Linked DNA regions of Cricetulus griseus: region 2 is linked to region 1. A link is a contact called in public Hi-C data. All regions are on one chromosome and are shown on one strand. Each heading gives the region's core, a stretch centred on a gene start, on an enhancer-like site or on the middle of the called end of the contact. The rest is flanking DNA. Distances are from core to core; before and after follow the strand shown. Region 1 overlaps Tex264 (testis-expressed protein 264). Region 2 holds the start of Mapkapk3 (MAP kinase-activated protein kinase 3).

What was found. A called contact is a pair of places that touch in the nucleus more often than the background predicts.
Region 2: a Hi-C map of the CHL-YN cell line shows a contact between it and region 1, with 5 times the contacts expected there. The contact joins the promoter of Mapkapk3 here to the enhancer-like site in region 1. A contact is called at or near these places in 3 of 8 Hi-C or Micro-C datasets (the CHL-YN cell line and the CHO-K1 cell line).

Annotation. Positions count from the first base shown.
Region 1 is chr4:214,896,861-214,904,261 of CriGri-PICRH-1.0, forward strand. It overlaps Tex264 (testis-expressed protein 264), which reads right to left. Exons shown (of 6, transcript XM_027414424.2): 4 at 226-447. Among named protein-coding and RNA genes, the nearest start is that of Tex264, 9.7 kb to the right of the region's middle. Within about 2 kb of position 2,876, at least 1 of the 6 cell types and tissues checked has open chromatin away from gene starts, as enhancers often do.
Region 2 is chr4:215,465,138-215,472,538 of CriGri-PICRH-1.0, forward strand. Mapkapk3 (MAP kinase-activated protein kinase 3) reads right to left here and starts at 3,198. Exons shown (of 11, transcript XM_027414444.2): 1 at 3,040-3,198; 2 at 2,520-2,796. The coding sequence starts at 2,744. It also overlaps the pseudogene LOC100769188.

The sequences.
Region 1 (7,401 bases), core at 1,626-4,125:
CAGGTCAGGTTTCTGAACAAGCTCTTGGACATAGTCTGACCCCAAGACCTTAAACATCTAAAAGAGATGCCAGGACTCTCTGCCAATATTCCCTGGCAACATAGGTGCCTGATCTATGAGGTCTCAAGAGAGCTACTCTCTCTTCCTCATATCCTGGGAAGTCCTCTCAGCTCCCACCCAAGGGATCCGAGTGTCCACCCCCCATGCACTATACCTATGTCTCACCTTGATATAGGTATCCAAAGCAGGGTGGACTCGGCGGGCAGCCAGCCAGATGGATATGGGGGTGGTGTAGGGGAAGGTGGCTGTCACCACATGGCTGGGTGCTGGAAAGGAGAAGACCTTGAAGCCGAATTTCTGATAGAGGTGAATGAGCTCAGGTGAGGGTGACTCCTCTCCCTCACTCAGGATGCTGCCTACTGCACACCGGCACTTCTCAGGAGGCACCTGTAGAGGCAGAGCATGGGGTCATTACCACGCAAAGGAAGGAGGCCTTCAGACCTAAGGCCCTCTGCTTCTGAACTAACTCAACCCTGGAGGAACCACCTGCTCTGACAAGCTACAGAGCCCTAGATCCTAGGAAGGAGCTAACCATTTCTGTACCAAAACCAGCATCCTGCTGCATGACTCTCATCCATTTCTTCAGCAAACATGCTAAGCTGCACACATGATTCAAGAATCATGGTGAGGGGGGGAAAAAAAGAGAAAGAAAATAATTTAGTCTCTACCCTCCAGGACACATGGGGAGGAAAGAACAAAGAGGTATCTGAGCTATCTGAGCTATCACCCCCTACACAGCCTACATGGTGCTGCCAAGGATTTCCCATCTTCTGCTGTTACCTTCTATGGGTCCCAGTCTCAGAGGGCCTCCAGCAGGACTGCAGATTGCCCATCCTAGGGTCTGGATCCAGCACAGTCCAATTAGTTTATTTCCCTCCTATATCCCAGAGGAGCAAGCTTCACTAACAGAGAAATCACGGTGAACAAGGCAGCAGAACTGAGGAGTGAGAATAAAGAAAAAAGCCTACAACAGCTGTCTTTCCTGGTTGCTCCATGAAAACAAGTGTGTGTAAATGTATACAGTGGAACACACAGGACAGAGGCCAGGGTGGGGATTTAGAATTTACTGTGGAGGGTCAGGATGTGAGATAAAAATTTAAGAGGAATCACCTCTAGGTACACATGTAGGGACAGCCACCATCACAACAGCCTCTTTTCCACCTAAAACCTGCCTACTTTCCAATCCCTTCCTGTTTATACTCCATACTGGTGGTTCCCATGTCTCCCAGTCCCTAACAAATGTACTTGCTATTCTATTTCTCTTTCCTCAGGCTCTCATCAGACAGAGGCAGTGAGTTCTGAGTTTCCAACACTTCCAAGGCTGACCTAAGGATGACAGGGCCAGTGCTCACTTATGGCAACAGGTGGCACTAGTCTGCCCAACCTTCTATTTCCCAAGTCTATTTTCCTGCCATCTATGTACCAGCTCTTGGACTAGGCCCCCAGGGGAAGGTGTTCCTAAATCCAGGACATTTACCACAGATATAGTGCCTCAAATCTGGGATTTTTTTGATCTTAAGGCACGATTCAATTCTTTCCCTACCAGAGCCTACTGACCTCTCTCCTTATTTAAACAGGACACTCTCCTACCTCTACCTTCCTAACCCACTTTCTCAGCACCATGAAGTTATTGCTATACATCTGCTTCTACCACCCCTACCACCCTGTTTTGGTCCTTCCAACACCTGTCACCATTCCCTAGGGGCTTTCTTAGCCCTGATTCACTTCCTCTACTCTGGCAACCTATCTCTGCCTTAGAATCACACTTTTCTGTTCCGGGCTCTGACCTCTGAGGAGACCCTAGGGGGGTTAGCCAACTCTCATGGTTCTGACCTTGTTGCTTCCTTGAACCCAAGGGCAGCAAGTATAACTTAGGAGTTTTAGTCATAGGCGATATAATGCAATGTTCATAACTACGGCTATAGGAAGACTGGCCAGGGAGTAAAACCCAAGTCATGTGATCCTAGCCAAGTCCCTTGGCTTCTCAGAGCACCAATTCCTTGGTATTTCCTTATAGGCTTTTCACATAAAAGAAACACTTCACAAAGGCTTGGCACTAATGAAGTGCCCATAACTATTTTTGATTATTCATAACAATAACACTGTCCCAATCAGTCCCTTGGTCTAGAATGACCATCCAACCTAACCTTTGAATATAGTCCTCCCCCACCCGTCCTTCAGGGTTAATGGGTAGCTTTGTAACATTTTCCCTCTCCCCAAACTTCTTGCAAAATTTGCTGAGCCTTCTCAAGACTACTTAGCCTTAAGCTCCTCCCATTCCATTCAAACGTGACAGAGCTGCAGTACCATGTCTTGTCTCTAGATGGCGGACCTATACCACTTACACCCTAAGAGTTGCAATGGCTATATAGGCAGGAGGCTCTCACAGGCCTGGACTGCCAGGCCAAGGGACAGGGAAGGTACCTGACCCCAATGTAAGCTATGCTAGGTGGGAGGGGAGTAGAGAAGAGAGAAAAAAAAAATGTTAATGTAAGTTAGAGGGAGAAATGGGTGGAAGGTCACTTGTCAATTGACAGCTTCTCTTTCTCCCTTGCCTGCCTTAATCTGAGTTCCAAGGTCTTTCCTGAAATCACTTCAGCAGCCCCCACGGAAATACCAACAAAACACTCTTTGACTCCAAGATACTTGAACACATGATTAGAACCTCTCAATGACAGACTCCCAGCTCATATCTACGGCAAAACTAAACCTCCAAGCCAAACAGGTCAGGCATGACACTGAACTCACCTCAGGATCAGGAATCAGCAGGGCCAGAACCTGGGCAGGCAGCCACTGGGTACGTGGCAGAGGGAGGGGCAGAACCCGGGTCTGGCCCAGCCCGCCTTGCCAGCCTCCTCTCCTACCACACCCCCATATACACCCACATGTAACTATTTGTAGCCAAACATGCCACGTCTTCCCATGCCTTGCGTAAGCTCCTTCCTTTGCCTAAAATGTTCCTCTTCACCCGATTTGAGTCTTCTTTCTGGAAAACTCCAGTTCATCCTACAACTCCTCTCCTCAAAGCCTTGCTATTCTCCTGGAAGCTGCCCCTCCTCTTTGATCCCAAATAAACACAAATAGAACAGGTCTTCTACTGCACTGTAATGAAGTCTTCTCATTTTTTTCCCACCACTCCAGCCTCAAGGCTGGAAAGTCTAGGATCCTACACAGAAATTTCTCGGGTATATTTAACAATGGTGCCAGCATGCACACAGCTGCTCACACAAACCCTACGCCACAATCAAATGATCTGCAGAAAGGGAAGTGCTCCTCTCCAATGTAGTAGTGTGGAACACAAGAGCTCTCTCCGACTCGATTGGTCTCTATGTCTACCAACTCTACAAGTAAGGTTATTATTTGCCCCTTTCCCTATCCTGGCCAGTGCTTAGAAGAGGCACCACAGTAATCCTACCATCTGCAGTAGAACCAGGTCACCAGCAAAGAGACAAGACAGCTACAAAGATAATCCAGGAAGTTGCAAAGTTGGTCCAATAGCAGTGACCAGGTCCAAGACAAAAGCCCGGGTCTCCTATTTGTCTATTACTTCTACTCATATCAAATCTAGCTGGAGTATCTATGACCAAAACAAGAGCTGGACCAGAACTGCACTAGCCTGGAACCATACTGGAGAGACAGGACAAAGGCAGAACCAACACCACTTTGAAGAAAGGAAAGCCCACCCAGGATCTACCATCAAAACCAAGACTATCATACCAGACAGTGACGGTGCATGCCTTTAATCTTAGCAGAGGGCAGATGGATCTCTGCGTTCAAGGCTAGCCTGGTATACAAACTGAGTTATAGGACAGCTAGGGCTGTTACACAGAGAAACCCTGTAAAGAAAGAAAGAAAGAAAGAAAGAAAGAAAGAGAGGGGGGGAGGGAGGGAGGGAGGGAGGGAGGGAAGGAGGGAGGAGAAAGCAAGAGGCCAGGTGGTGGCAGTGCATGTCTTTAATCCCAGCACTTAGGAGGCAGAGGCAGGCAGATCCCTGTGAGTTTGAGTTCAGCCTGGTCTACAAATGAAGTTCCGGGGCAGCCAGGGCCGCTACACAGAGAAACCCTATCTCAAAAAGCAAAAAAAGAAAGAAAAAGAAAGGGTGGGGACTACCAAGGAAGAGACAGGGGCATTCCAGGCTTCAGCACATCTTCAAGGTATACAGCCTCCTCAGTCCCAGATGAGGAGGAGGAGTTGCTTGGAACCTGAAGATTTCAGGTATGAGTCCATCCTGATGCTAGCCCACTGCCCTTAGCAGAGAGGTCTCTGACAACCATTAGGCCACAGTGAAGAGTCATCTCAGGGTACTGCCTGGCTGAGACCTCCAAACTATAGGGATAGGACAAGATTTGTATCTTTCAGGATTCAGAAAAGAGAAATTATGTCAGCTGGCACACTGGGTTCAGTGGAAATGGCCAACCTCAGCCCACAATCCATTCAGCCAACAGGGATAGGTATATCATCTGCCAGTCCAAGCCCAGAGGACTGCCATGATCCCTCTCTTGACAGTTCTCAATCAGAGTTACCAAGGCAAGGGGAGACATAGAGATAAAGCTATGTGCTTGCATTGGCACTCCCAGGGTTAAAAAGGGGTGGTATCTACCAATTACAGATGTGTACTGGGCCTCCTTTACCCAGACCTGGTATTCAGTCAACATACCAAGATATGTATTCAACTTATCTGCTATGTGAAGGATCATAAGGTAGCCAACAGCTGGAATATGGGCTGATACCAACAACTAGGCCAGAAGACAAGACTCATACTCTAGGGGGCTCAGAAGGAAGGAAGAAGTCATTGGGATGTCAACTCTTTTTTTTAAAAAAGGCTCTGGGGGCTTTCTGAGAGTTCCCATCTTTACTTTAGTTCCTTAGGAACCTTCTCTTCTACTCCCAGAAGCATACCCTACTGATAACAGGTGCCTGACAAGGCCTCACCACTTGCTGCTTTCCACACCTAAGCTCATTAGATCCACACAGCATTGTGTGGTCAGTTGGTACTGTTCTCAACCTTGCTCCTGAGGCACAGGATACCAAGTTAATCAGCAAATGTCACACAGCAAGGCAGTGTTGGGGTCAGGGTTCAAACCTAAGCAGACAAGCTCTGGAATTGAAACATACAACCCACAATCACATGGGAATTTGAGAATTCAGCCCTAGCTAGAAAAAATAGCCTTTCCCTGCACTGTGTCTCCCCAGACTCAGGACACCTGGAGCAGGCATTCCTGAAGGCATAAAAGCCCTGTGGTACAAGGCTCTTAGTGTCAGGGCTGGTGTCAAATGTGCTATGAACTATTAGGAACCAGGCACTGGGCCTTTGCCTCATCACTTTGATGCCACAAAACTAAAACCTGGCATTTGGGAAGATGCATTTAGCATGAACGAGGCCCTGGGTTCAACATTCAGCACCTGAGGCAGGAAGGATTCTTTCATCCCATTTGATAGAAGAGAAAGGCTCACTGGGAGACCAAGTGACTCACAAAATCACATGCTAGGAAGCATCCAGAGCCTTGATTCAGACCTAGAAGGGTGAATCCAGAGTCCTCTCCTCTCACTTTACCTCCCAAGGGCAGCGAGGAGCTCACCTTGAGAGACCTCTTCCACGCTTAACTTATTACAGAGCAATAGTCTGGTTCCATCTGGCAGAAAACATCCACAGGTTAATCGGAGTATAGACAGCCTGGGTCCTCAGGAAACAGCAGCTCAGCCCATATTTCCACCGCCCTGTTGAAGATGTCAGCCCAGGGAAACTTTATCTCCTCATTCCTTCCTAGGCTCCATCTGACCCACATGCCTTAACCCCACTGAGCAGTGAGGAGAGCGGTACATACCTAAATCAGAACTCTGAAAACTCTCAGGCCCTGCAAACTTTGTGGTTCTAGGCCTTGATTCTCAGTGGACTAATGGAAAGAGGGTTCTTTAAGCCCAGAATGCCATCAGTTCCTCCATTACTCCATGCCCCTGGGAAAAGCATGATACTTGGTGACGGATGTGAAGAGCAGATCCCATCTGCCTAGGCCAGGTAAATATAACTAACTACCACACCCTCTTGCCTCACCTCGGCTTCCACAATGGTAGACAGGCAGGTTGCATAAGCCCCAAATAGCAGAGGAGGAAATGTGGAAGGCATGACAGAGGTGCACATAGAGCAGACTTACAGGAATGGTGACAGCACCTAACCAGAAGGGCCTATGTGCAAGCCAGCATGGTCAGGGTCAGGTGACTCCCAGTTCTTTATTTCCCTCCAACAGAGAGGGCCCCCTAGGCCATTTTTGTTTGTTTGTTTGTTTGTTTTGAAACACGGTTTCTCTGTGTAACAGCCCTGGATGTCCTGGAACTCTGTAGACCAGGCTGGCCTCAAACTCACAGAGATCTGCCTGCCTCTGCCTCCTAAGTGCTGGGATCAAAGGCATGCGCCACCACTGCCTGGCTCCCTAGGGAATTTTTAATAGTAGGAGAGGAGACAAAGGTCAATTTTCAACTCTCCAGTACCCAACTTAGAAAGAGGGCTGAAAGTGGAACAGTTTTTCCCAGCCAGAACCCTATTCTAGCAAGAGACAGTGTGAACCAGTGGATACAGGAAATAGGGAAGGTCTGTGGCTGTGACCTCTGGAACTCACTTTAAAGTACTCACCAGGTACCTTAGAGAGGAAGCAGCCTGTACTCCATGAATGTTAGCCATTGATGAGAGAACAACACCTGTGATGGGTATCGAGGCTTGTCCACTTCCTGACACAAGCTTCCTCTCTGCACTCCTTTAACCCTAACTACATCCAAGACTTTCTGGGTCAGGGAATGGAACCCTTCCTTCTGCCTCACAGAAACCATCTGCCCATCCAAGACTCTAGGACTCAGGCAGCAAATGATATGAAAGAATTTATAGCAACTGCTACTGTCCTGCCTTGGAGGTGTCTCTTCTGCCATTTTCTAGACCCATACTAAAAAAGTGGAGCTTCCCTAAGCCTTTCTCAGGAATATTCTTCACTCTAAGACAGCTTGGGCTAGGAATGGTCATGTCTAGGGAGCTGTCGGTTCACACCTCAGCAGGGTGAGCGACATCTAAAGTTCAGCAAATCTCTAACCTGGCTACTCACTGCTTCACTCAGAGCCTCAAAGAAGATCAGAGAAGCCCATCTGACTCCTGCTGCACTATGTCGGGAGACTGGAGGTGGTACACCCATGAGGTTGGCCTATGTCCTTTCCCTGTATACACATTCATAATGGGCACTGATAGCAGAGGCAACTAGGGAATGGCAAACACGGATTCTCAGCCTAAGGAACAAAACAGGGTCTCATCTCCAGCATCTCCAGGTTCCTGAACCCTTGCCCCCAGTGATTCTGTATCTT
Region 2 (7,401 bases), core at 1,948-4,447, 570 kb after region 1:
GGCACTGGGATCCCAGAGGGGAGCCAACAGGCCATGGTGATCAGATGGGAAGGGTCCCAGTCATTATCTAGCATCAGGAACAGAAAAAGGCCCCTGCCTCTCCTCCCATGTGTGCTCCACTTGTCTCCCCAGGTCCTTCTAAGTGCCTGGGTCACATCTGCTTTTAATCAATTAGGCCTAGGAAGGAGCACAAGATGTCAGCAGGAGGAGTACAAAGACTGCATGCCTCTAGACCCCACCCTCTAGTTCCAACAGCACAGCTAAGTGTTTGGGGTACAACCAAAAGCTCTACTGGTCACAGAAGTTGGCCTGGGGAGAGAGGCCTTGCTGTGCACAAGGCCAAACCAGAATAAGCCAGTGGTCAGGTCAGCAGTGAGAGAAAGGGGAAGAGAGGGAGGGCGTGCTCCTCTAAGGCCCTACAAATGGTAGCAGCTACTGGGACAATGACCACACTCTTCCTGTTTCATGAGTGCCTGCTGCATTTAGGCTTCCTGCTAGGAACCTTCTGACCGATCAGGCAACAAAGCCTAAAGATGAGCATAAAAAAGGGATGACTTGACCAAATTCAGGCTATAGAGTGAAAACAAGACAGCCTAACAAACTGAGGCACTGCTCTAAGAAGTCACAAAGACACAGAGCCCATGACCTTCTCCTGGGCTGAGCTAGTGAACAGCTGGGTAGAGGGTTAGGGCCCACTCAGGGGCTGGCTGAGCTCCCTGAGCCCAGGCCTGCCACTATGCTGAGGGCCCTAGTATGTCCTTGCTCTTCTGAGCAGAGGACAGAAATTATGAGAAGATGCCCCCCCCACCAAGGCCAAGCCACTAAAACAATAAGAACACAGTCAGTTAGGCCAGAGTTTGTGCTAGCCCATTTTTGAGGGTAGGAGTCAAGATAAGAAAGAATTAGGGTGTGGGTCACATCTCATCTCTATCTTCCCTTGAGGGTCAGTTTAGGGCCATATCTTGGGCCTTCAAGCAAGTAGCTCCAGCCATGTTCACACATAAGCTTAAGGGATACAGAGGCAAAACTACTCCAGAGCTGCCACAGTTCCTAGACCAGGACATTGAGAACACTAGAGCACTCGGGAGGCAGAGGCAGGTGGATCTCTGTGAGTTCAAGGCCAGTCTGGTCTATACAGTTAGTTCTAGCACAGGCTTCAAAACTACAGAGAAAACGCTGTCTTGACAAAAGAACGAAAAGAAAAGACAAGCCACCTTCTCCCAGAAGGACTCAGAAACCCCCCTGCCTGGAGCCTCAAAGCTCTATTGGGTCAGTGGATAAAGAAACTACAACTAGGTCCCAGCCCCCAGATCAGTCCTCACCCTGCCCTTGAGCCACCTTCCTGATTCCCTCCAGCATCCTTCTTGGGAAATGACCTCCTCCTCTATCAGCCCTGATAGAACCAGAGAAAGACAAAGAATGGGACCTGGGTCCTCACTCAAACCCTGTAGACCCTGTGCCTCAAGTAAGTCCTGCATGGTTCTTCTCAATTCAAATTCACACCAACCCCTGTTCTTTCTCCCTGAACAAAGTCAGAGACTTAACTACAACTGTCCAAGGTGTCACTCAAGGTCACAGAGCTGGCACACACAAGGTAGAGATTACAGACACATCTATAGGACTCTGCACTCTGGCTCCTGCTGGCAACTTGTAAAACAGACCTTTCTTTACTAAACTGACTTCCAAGACTCTCCTCCATGCTGTACCATCCCGGTGCCAAGGACATTACCTCCATTTGGGTCAGGTTCCCAATGACAGGTGATTCGAGGGATTCTGGAGGAGTGGGTTGGGAACAGGTGGGAGGTCTTGGGCTGGAACTGGGTGCCTGGAGCCAGATTCAGAGATTAGCTATTCCAAGCCATTCCCCCAGTCCAGCTACATCGGTGTACCAGGTCTCTAGGGAACTTTGAATACGATGTGACTAAAAGACTGCCCATCATTTGTCCAGGGTGGGTCAGCCTAGGAGCAGAGCTGGCCCCTTTCTACAAAGGGCCAACAATTCATCAAGAACCCAGCAGTCAAAGAGCACCCTAAGGTGTGATGGGCACCAGCGTTTGCCCCACTAACTGTCTTTAAGAGGCTCATAGTCCAGCCTAAGCAGGCAGAGGCAATGAGGAGGAAGCAAGCCACTCTGAGCCTTGGGGGCTCAGCCTCAGGTAGAGAGAAACTTCATAGCAGGAGGTACTTGTTTGTGTGTGGGATAACCAAGCAGTGAGAGCCCCACTTGGGCCTGAACACATAGCCCAAGCCAGAACCAGAGCGTACAGCCTCTCCCTCCCACCTTCCGGGTACAGCAGCTCCACTCACAATGACTCCTCCCCGTGCTCTCTGGGACACACCCGGAGCTTGGGTAGGTTGAGCCTCTTTTCCCCAAGTGTGAGGCTGGAAGGACCATGAGTTTGATCTTAGAGGAAGAGTATAAAAATAAAACATGATGTTAAGTGTAGATGCTTACACCCACAAGTATCTGCTGTTGAACCCTCCAGGTCACCCCAGCCCTCGGAGAGACGGTCACTAACCTTCAAGGCACACTTCTGCCCAGTGCGCCGGTGGTAGCACTCCAGCACCTTGCCGTTCACACCCAGGCCCAGCACCTGCTTGGATAACTGGTAGTCGTCAGTCACCGCGTACTTCTTGGGCTCTCGTCGCACACCTAGGGCCTGAGCACCGCCCAAGGTGGGCCCATCGAGTGCACCTGGCGGGGGCACAAGACTCCCCTTCTCCCCTGCTGCCTCGCCATCCATGGCCCCCACGGGGCGCTCCGAGGTAGCCCCAGCCTTGCGCGTCCAGAGGCACCTGGGGGAAAGGGAAAGAGTCACTCCCCTCACTTTTGGACACACCCCAGCCTTGGTTTCTCCAGAACCAGACTGACTAGGCTGCTGGCCCCAAGACAAGCTGGAAACTGCCTGAGAGTACCTACGGGCAGCAGGGTGGGAGGTGATCCCTAGCCCTGGCACATGTCGAGTGGGGAAGGAGCTCGGCGCTGTGTAGCCGCCAGATCCTGAGATCTGGTCATACAGGGGTCCGGGGAAAGCGTACCTGGCGAAGGCGCACTTGGTGGCACTGCACTAGACGGAAGCCATGCTGCAGGCGAGACGGGCAAGGAATAGTGAACCGGGGAGCCTGCAGCCGAGGGGCGCCCTGGGCCCGAGTCTCGCCACCCGCGGCCCACGTGACCCCCCACCCCCCTTCCCGGCACGTCATCCGGACTTGGGGCCCCGCTAGGTCAGCCTTAAAGGGCCAGGCGGGTCCGGGTTGGGCTGGCCGGGGCACAGCCCCTGGCAGGCTCCGCCTGGAGCCGGGACAAAATGGGGGCGTGGCCTCCTGAAGTGGCTGCAACTTTCCGGGCGCCCTGGGACACCGGTAGAAACTCCTCCAACTGCCGTACCAGCCTCGGATTTTATCCGCGACCTAGAAAAGTGGCAACGCAAGTGACAGCAACAACATTTTGTTTCTCTAAGGGCTCTTGAGGGCCGCGTTCTCTGTGCACGCGGCCAAGGGGCTGCTTCGACGCTCTAGAATTCAACCCAATTTCTGCCATTCTGCCCCGGGAAGTGGTTGTTTGATTCGCCACTCCAGTCCCTGGTGGTTTAGGGTACCTCTCTAGCACTAGCCAGCTTTTCTTTTTGTACACTGCCTGACCAACCTCTTGACTTTGCGACTTACTTGTGTCAGCCACAAATGTATTGGGCCACATTCATGCTGTCCCATAAGGCATGTGGCCCGCAGCCGCAGGGTGAACACACCTGGCATGTTCTTGAGTCAGAACCTTGATTTCCCATTTGGTCGGGTGCACCAACTTCTCATATTATGGTTTGGGCTTTAGGTTCTATTTCAAGTCTCTGGTCGTGGTGAAGGTGAAAACGTATATTTCCTGCACGAAGAAGGTTTAGGCGGGAAGACTGTGAGTTCGAGGTTAACCTAGGCTACACCGTGAGGATGTATTTATAAAGGCACACGCCTTTAATCCCAGCACTGGGAAGGCAGAGGAAGGCGGATCTCTGAGTTAGAGCCCAGCCTGGTCTACAGAGCAAGTTCCAGAGAAACCAAGTCTCGAAAACCAAATAAATAGAGATTAACTTAACATTAAACTCTCTTTCTCCTACCCCAGAGACAGATTCTCTATTAGCTTTGAAATTTCCCTTTCTGTATTTAGACATCAAGTTCATTCTTAGTCCATCTTAGCCTGTCATAGATATCTTGAGCCAGCTTTCCCAGAAGTCTCTTATTTCACAGAAGAATCAGAGGCTCCCATGGAGCGGGGGAGTGGGGGGAAGGCCTCGGCGAGAGCCACAGAGATCGAGACTGCGTCTCCTGTGGGAACTCTTCCAACCATGTCTACAATCCACAAGTTGGGGAACCCGAGTGATGCCTTGAGACTTTCCTCTAAATAGGACTTTGCTGCCATCTACAGGCTATATTCAGAACTGCAGTCACCAGGACCTCTGTCCTACCCAAAGGTGTATAAATTTCCGGGCCTGGGAATTGATGACTTTGAAGACCTCCTCTATAACCTCCCACCACAACACATACAAAGACACATGGCTGAACGTCCACGATTGTCAGAGAACTAGTTCCTAGCTAGCAGGAACTTGGTGGCCTTCTATCTATACAATGGCCTCCCGCTGCGGATAACCACTTTGTGAAGACTACTGCAACTATTTGTGGGTACTCTCTGCAGGTGGCTCAGCCTGTCTCCTCCAGGCAACATTTAAGCTAGCAATAACCAGTGAAACAGAGGTTCTAGATAAGAGCTTCTGCTGATCATAAGAGCACTTCCTGTGAGCACCACGGCCTCCCTGAGACGGGGGAAGGAGGAGGTCACCATCCCTTTAGACACACACTGAAAACACGTAAGAGAAGAAAGACCGGAGAGGGCAAATGACCTGTTCGAAGCCAGCAACTAGCAAGAGAGCCCCCATTTTTTCACAGCACGTATTGCTGAGAGCCCACCATTTCAATCCCAAAGCACAACCCCCAAGTTGGGCCTTCTCAGATAACGGCCACCTCCCACGATGCTTCCTCCCCCTTTGCGCTCCTTCACCTGTGCAAGAATACTCTCACACATGCACTCACACTATTGTGGAGTAGCATCTTAACTAGGCACAAAGGCATTACATTGTTTAGGCTGCAAAATACTAATTTAACTGTGTGAAGGTGTGTTATATTTGTTTATGCTGCATTTGTTTAACAATGTAAGGATGTGTTGCATTTGTTTCACCTTGCCTGCCTAGGACACCTGATTGGTCGAGTAAAGAGCTGAATGGCCAATAGCTAGGCAGAGAAAGGGCAGGCGGAGCTGGCGAACAGAGAAAATAAATGGGAGAAGAGTGGGAGGAGGAAGGAGAGAAGAAGGGGAAACAAGGGAGATGCCAGCCAGCCAGGCATAGGGACGCAGTGGAGGTAAGATATACAGAAGTAAGAAAGGTCATGACTCCCACGGCAAAAGATAGATAAACAGGTTAAGTTAAAAGAGCCAGCCAGAAAGGAGCCTAAGCTAGGTAGAGCATTCAAAACTAGGAATAAGTCTCTGTGTCATGATTTGGGAGCTGGTTGGTGGCCTAAAAGAGACAGCCTGGTACACACACAGTGCACACAAGAGACACATACAGATATTCATATACAGGACTAGATTTTAAGTGCCCTAAAATTTTTATAATTACGTCTTAAAGTTAGATGGTTTTATTTATTTATTTGTGTTTATTTATTTATTTCCTTTTCAGCTTTTAGGAATTTTATTCTCCTTCCACCTTTTCCCATTGGCTCAGGTGCCTGCAGAGCGGCTCAGGTGCCTGCAGAGCAGCTCAGGGACACTCAGTGGTGACTCCAACCACTCAGTGGCCTGCACTGTGGGAGCTGCTGACCAGTCCTCAGTAACTAGCTGGGCACTCCAGCCTTTAGTGGGGAGCCGCTGGATGGGTGCAGAGGGCACGTGCGCACTCTCAGACCGACCAGTCTGCCATCTCTGGGGAGCTGGCGCCATTCATTCGCTGTGAAATTCCTCCTTGGTCGCAGCCTTCTTGGCAGCAGCCTGTTCCTCTTCAGTCTTCTCTGGGTAAAGACCAGGGATTACATCCCATAGGCGCTCACCAGAGATAGCGCCACGCATGCGGAATACTTCCGGGGCCAGTGTCCACCACATCAGACCCACTGAGTGAGCGCCCTTGTTGTTGCATGGGATGGCAATGTTCACGTAGCGCAGAGTCTGTGTTACACAGAGCAATGGTGGGCAGGTTGACATATGACACCTCTGTGAGAGGCTGGTGGTCAGCCCAGGGATCACCACTAGAAGCCATGGCTCCCTGGAGGCTACTTGGATCTTGTTAGTGAAGGTGCCGGGTGTGAAGCGGCAGCAATCGGAGTGTCTAATGGCAAAGCTTCAGCAGGGCTCGCTGGCCAGTGTTCCCTGAGGAGATGATGCTGACTGACATCAGCAGGGTTCTCAATGGCAACCACAGCCCGAGCTGCAAGCATCAGCCTCCCCCAGGCGCTCTTCAGATTTATGATGTAGATACCAACACTTTTCCTTTTGTAGATGTGCTGCTCCATCTGGAACTGGAAGTCGGTGCCACCAAAGTGGGTCCCTGCCACAAGGAATTTGAGGGCATCGAGGGCTCCCGACATTGTATAAGTTTCCCTTTAAGTAATGATGGGAATCAAGAACAACGCCATATGAACCCATCCCTGGGCATTCAGAAAGCATTTGATTTATTTTTTTGAGACAGGGTCTGGTGTAGCCCGAGCTGACATCAAACTCACTAAGTAGACAAAGATGATCTTCAACTCCTGACCTCCCTACCTCAGCCTCTCAGGTGTCAGAATTACAGGTGTGAGCCACCATACACTTCATTTTGTTAAAATTTATAGAGGAGTCAAACTTGCTTGCTGCAATTGTTCAAACCACACCAAAATATAGAAAGTAAGTAGTCCCATAAAAAAAAAAAAATGCCCTTCCTGGGCTGGTGAGACGGCTTAGTGAGTGAGTGTGCACTTCGTACATAAGCCCAGAGAGTTGGGTTCAATCCTGAGGATCTATGCAAAGATGGAAGGAGAGAATAGACTTCACAATGTTGCCTTCTAACTCTACACTCACACTGTGGCATGCATACCCACGTGCGCGCACGCGTGCACACACACACACACTTAAATGTAAATGCCTATGATTGTATTTCCCATATCAATCATAAACAGAGGTTTTCCAGCTGTTCATTTAACCCAGGAAAATCAGACTATGTAGCTTCTTCTCAATGCTTATGCTGCAGCAACCACCTGGACTCATGTCCCCTTTCACACTGTTAAAAAGATTTAAAACATAGGATGCTGGGCGTGAGCACGGTGAGTTCGTGGCAGCAGACTCTGCCATGTAGCCCTTTGTGATAGTTGTGTTCAAGGGAACAGAGA